2 separate regions of the Macaca mulatta genome follow, and region 2 is linked to region 1. The links are chromatin contacts, called in public Hi-C maps. All regions are on one chromosome and are shown on one strand. The core of a region is the stretch at or near the end of the contact, and the rest is flanking DNA. Distances in the headings are between cores, read along the strand shown.

Region 1 (2,700 bases), core at 165-2,664:
GAGGCAGAGGTCGCAGTGAGCCAAGATCACACCACTGCACTCCAGCCTGGGCGACAAGAGTGAAACTACGTCTCAAATAAATAAATACATAAATAATTTCTGCTTAATAATACCTGGGGGACTAAATAATCTGTACAACAAACCCCCATGACACGAGTTTATCTATATAACCTGCACATGTGCCCCATAACTTAAAAGTTAAAAAAAATTAAAAATGATTACTGGCCAGGCGTGCTGGTCCACACCTGTAATCCCAGCACTTTTGGGAGGCCAACGGGGCAGATTGCTTGAGCTCAGGAGTTCGAGACCAGCCTGTGCAACATAGTGAAACTCCCGACTCTACAAAAATTAGCTGGGTGTGGTGCCACACACCTGTAGTCCCAGCTACTCAGAAGGCTGAGGTGTGAGGATCAGTTGAACCCTGGAGGTCAAGGTTGTAGTGAGCTATGATTGTGCCACTGCACTCCAGCCTGGGTAACAGAGACCCTGTCTCCAAAAAAATAAAATAAAATAAAATAAAATAAAATAAATAAAATAGAGAGAGAGAAAGGAAATAATTTCTGAGCTTTATTGCTCTAAAGAGGATGGAACCAGGGAATAAGATGGAAATACTAGGGGGTAGCAGTGGGGTCATTTCAGCCAGGGAGGGCCAGAAGGAACCCTCAGAGGAGGTAATAGGATAGCAGGGAAGTGACAGCCAGAGAAGGCCCCAAGGAGAAAGTGACAGTTCACCCCTCAGAGGAGGTGACAGCCAGGGAGAGGAGGGCGCCTGGGAGAAGGCGACATTGGAACACTGGAGCTGAGGGCTGAAGGCGGCCAGCTTCGCAGGTACCTGCGGGGTGTGCTCCGGCGGAGGGAACAGGAGGTGCAATCGCCCTCCCCCATTAGCCTCCTAGGACCATGGGGTCCTGCAGAGAACCTTCTGGCACCACACAAATGTGGTTGCCGTGTTTTTCCTTTTTTACTCCGTCCTCCCCTACCCCCGCCAACTCCCTGGCCTGAATGCCGCTCCTGTGACCCCTCGAGGTGAGTGGCCTCGGGGAAGTGGCAATCTGTGCCTCAGTTTCCTTATCTGGAAAACAGGCCTTGCTCGCGGGGACTCCCCTCCCTAATTCTGGGCAGTATGCATGCATAGGGCAGGCCCTCAATGAACTCTTATAGAATAAAGGACCGGCTCGTCCCCAGCACCTGACTCAGTGCGTACACCCTACGGCATAAGATGTTCCCATTTTGCAGACGGGGAAACGGAGGTTGGGGAGGATGGTGATAGCCGTCGGGGGCTGGGTTCAGTGTCGGAGGCAGAGCGCAGGGCGCGCACGCTGCGTCTCGGGCCCGCGGGCGCGCACGCCTAGCGCCTGACCGGGGGCGTGGAAGGGGGCGTGGAGGGGCGTGGCCTTGCGGGGCTGTGAGGCTACCGCGGCTGCGAGGCTACCGCGGCTGCAGCTGTCGCGCCAGTCGGAACAGAAGCGGGTCCGAGGCGCAGCCCAGTCCCGCCATGGAGCAGCCGAGGAAGGCGGTGGTAGTGACGGGTACGCTGGCTGATGGGGGCTGTAGCGGCAGCGGCCGGGGCGGCTCCGGGACTGCGGGGCCGGGCGGGGCAGGTGCTGGAAGTCCTCCCAGATTTGGAAGGTGTCATCGCCCGCGGGAGCCCTGCGCAGCCCAGGCTTCCTGGAAAGTGGAAGAGGAGGAGCCTCGGGGGTCCCAGGGTCGGGAGTCAGGGCAGTCAGGCGCGGGGATTGGGGGGCCGGGCAAATGCCCGGCGCCGCGCAGGTCCCCCTGGCGTCCTTTCCTTCCAAGGTAGGGATGGTGACCCTCCTGGCACCTGCCTGCTCTGTCTGGCCTGCGGGCTGGACTGGACCCTTCCTCCCTGCCCCTTCCGAGGTCCGGCCTGTCCCCACACCGCCCCCCCAACCCCCGGCCCCAGGGGACAAAGGCCGATTTGCGGGCAGGAAGTGTCCCAGTGACAAATGAACCTCCCAGTCACTGCTCGCCGCGCCCTGCGCTCGTGGGGGGCTGCTCCCCCAAGGCAGGGACAGGTGGGAGTCCGGGGACCTCGGGCGCTGGGGCTCTCCCAGCTGTCCCAGGGACTGTCTTCAGCGGAAACCTTTTGTGTTTTGTGCCGGGGCTGTTTGTTGGTGAGTCAGGGCCCCCGCTGTCACCGACTCCCCCCAACCCCCAAACCAACTGTTCCTCCTCTCTGAGACTCCGCCTCGGGGCCACGTGGGGCGCAAACTTCCGCTGGGGCCTCAGAGTCAGGGAATAGGGGGTGTCATTTTGACCTGCTGTCTGGAGGGGTCAGAGTGAGAAATCCCGCAAAGGTGCACACAGGTGTTTTGTGGCTGTTGAAGGGAGGTTGAGGCTGATCCTGGAGATTCAGGGAAGAGGGAAGAAACCAGACACCTGCTTAACAGGTGTGTGTAATTAGGAGGAGGGTCACTGCCCCCACCCCCTCCAGCCTTCCTTGATCTGGTTATTTATTCCAGCACTTTTTGAATGAGCTGATTACATCTTGACTGTCTCCATTTTGCAGAAAGGGAAACTGAGGCTCACAGAGGTCATCCAGTTTGTAAGGGGCTGAGCTGGGACTCAAACTTTGGCTGTACAGAAGGATAGAGTTAGGAGGTCCCCTTCTGAGCCACAGCCCCTACCTGCTATCCCAGGCTACAGCATCTCTGCATAGCATTTATATCCTGTGGGATC
Region 2 (2,700 bases), core at 196-2,695, 86 kb after region 1:
CCTCTGTCGCCCAGGCTTAAGTGCAGTGACACGATCACAGCTCACTGCAGCCTTCACCTGCTGGGTTCAAGCCATCCTCCCGTCTCGGCCTCCGAAGTGCTGGGACTACAGGCACACGCTGCCACCATGTGCGACCTCCCATGGAGCTTCTTAAAATCCCATCCTCTTCTCGCCGTTCCACACCCTTCCATGGCTCCCTATTGCTCTTAGAAAAAAATCTCACCCCCTCCCCGCTGGGCGTGGTCTAGCTCTCTGCGTTCCCTGCTATCATCCCCCTCTTCTTCCCACTGCTCCTGCCACGGTTGCCTCCTGGCCCTGCCTCCTGCCTCCAGCGCCTTCGCCATGTGCCCACCTCAGGGCCTAAGCACTTGCTGTGACTACAGTCTGAATATTCCACTTCGAGGTCTTTCAAATCCACCCCCCCTCCCCGTTATTAATTTTTCCTCCCCGCCCTGCCCGGCCTTTGCGTGGGTGAGGGGGCCCTTTCTGCCGGTTCTGCCCCCGCAAGGCGTGCGCCCTGGTTGGGAGTGAGCGCGGCTCAGCCTCCCCGACGCCGCGTGGGACCCAGGGCCCGCTACCCTCGCACTTTCCCGCCGGCGCCCAGGCTGTGTTTGGAGATCCTTCCCAGTTGCCATGAGAACCGCGCTCCTCGCTCCCGCCCTCCGCGCCTCCCCCATCGCAACTCTCTGGGCCGCCGGCGCCTCCGCCTCCCTCCCTCCTTCCCTCCCTCCCTCCGCCTCCGCCCTCCCCCGGGAGCCCGGCCGACCCTGCCGTCGCCCGTCCTGTCACCAGGGGTCCCCTCCCTCTTACGCACGTGGCACTCCCTGAAATTGCCCCAACTGACTCGCCAGCTTTTGACTGTCCACCTCCCCCATCAGATTCTGGGCTCTAAAAGGCAGCAACGTGTACCGGCTGGGTCTCCGGAGCCCAGCACACAGAAGGCGCTCAATGCATGTTTAATGGGGTGAAGACTCACATTGGCCCAAGGAACCGTGGCTCACGGGGCGAGGGACCCCACCGGGGCACACGGGGCCCTGGTGAGCCACGGAGCTTTGGGAGGTTAAATTCGGGGTGCCAGGAGGGGCATCTGCCGGGCCTGGGAGCCCCGACTGACACCAAGGCTCTGTGTGACTTTGGGTGAGCCACACCCTCTCTGTGCTTCATTAGGGGTAGGCGCTGGGTGGGCAGTGGTGGGGGCGGTCTTTAGGATGAGAGTGACCTGGACGCCGAAGCCCATGCTTCCCGTGGCCCCCCAGGCTCCGGGCCGTCGCCAGCCCGAGGCCCTGCGGAATTGTGCGAGCCCCTCCTTACCGCAGCCGGGGCCCGGAGGCCCGCTGGAGAGGAAGCTGGGGGAGGGGGCGGCCGGCTGGACAGGAAGTGAGAAGGGCTGGCGTCCCCCCTCCCGCGCCGAGGCCCCTCGGGGAGGAGGCGGGGCTGGGGCCGGCCCTGCCCTTCCCTTCCTCTCCGCGGGTCTGGAGCCCCAGCGGCTCCCGACTTCCCGCCGGCCAGAAGGCTTGGGGTGGGGGCGGAAGGGTTCTCACGTACTGGGGGGCCGGCCTCTATCGGGGAGGCATCTGGGGGTCAGCTGGCAGCGAGAGACGTCCACACATTCACACACAAACACACACACGAAACATGACCGCACAGCCACACACAGTTCCCAGGGAGCTGGCGGCCTACCCACGCGCGGAGGCACACACGTGCACATTCGGCACACATTTGTGCACACAACCTCACTGGGCAGCTTGGCCCGACTCGGACCCATAACTGCCACCGCGCACCCAGGGACAGTCGCCGAGACAGCGATCACTTACTGGGTGTTTGCCAGCTCCCCACGCACAAGGATGCACACGTGCACTCACACAGGAGCCGCGTGTTAGCACACACATAGAAAAAAAAAGGAATAGCCGTGGCAAACACAGAAACATCTAGACCTAGAGTCAACTGCACCGCCTTCCCGTACCCTGCCTGTCCACACACGACCCATTGGTACGCGGACACCCGTGCCCTGCGGGGGTCCCTGCCTCAGTATCCGCCCCCACTCTCTCTGAACACCCTTGGTGGGGGGATGAAGGGTCCTAGAAGGGGAAAAGGGCACCCACTGCCTGCACCCTGACTCCCGCAGACAAAGGTGGGATGCATCCCATTTACAGCTCACAGCACCGAGGCAGAGAAGCCCAAACCCAGCACCTAGTATTGTAACCGGGTGTTATTTGAGGGTGGTGCCGGGTGGCTCCCACAACCTGGGTATTATAGGAACTTTGTTTCTGTGTGTCTGGATTGTGTCTGTGTTGTGTGACTTCGGGCGGGAGGCTGAGTGCCCGCAGGCCCTGTGACTCTGGAGCTAGGTAGGGTGTGGTTCTCAGGAGGCCGCAATAGTGCGCCCCAAGGTGACTGTGAGTTAACGGCGTGGGCTCTGTCCACGGCTGTTGGAAGCTGTGGCATGGCCTTGCATAAGCGTGCTTCTGCGTGAGGCTGGGTGCCTGCGTGCGGTGGCCTGTGTTTAGTTGTTCCAGGACGGCCACTGTGAGCTGGGTGTGTGGCAGTGTATGTGTGTCGCTGGGCGGGCTGTGTGTGCGGTGGTTCCCACCCGTGCTGAGTGTGGGTAGCTCTGCAGGGTGAGACACCCAGTGTCACTGCCTGAGGCTTTATGGGGCTATCCGCAGTCGTTCCAGCAGCGGGGTATACTTTTGTTGTGTA

What was found. Hi-C and Micro-C count contacts between places; a contact is called where the count stands out from the background.
Region 2: a contact with region 1 is called in a Hi-C map of fetal cortex germinal zone, with 2.6 times the contacts expected there. The contact joins the promoter of LRRC25 here to the promoter of PGPEP1 in region 1. A contact is called at or near these places in 3 of 14 Hi-C or Micro-C datasets (cortical neurons, fetal cortex germinal zone and liver).

The regions. Positions count from the first base shown.
Region 1 is chr19:18,874,937-18,877,636 of T2T-MMU8v2.0, forward strand. PGPEP1 (pyroglutamyl-peptidase I) reads left to right here and starts at 1,415. Exons shown (of 5, transcript NM_001260688.1): 1 at 1,415-1,529. The coding sequence starts at 1,496.
Region 2 is chr19:18,960,630-18,963,329 of T2T-MMU8v2.0, forward strand. LRRC25 (leucine rich repeat containing 25) reads right to left here and starts at 1,446. Exons shown (of 6, transcript XM_077978481.1): 1 at 1,312-1,446. It also overlaps a transcript of SSBP4 not described here.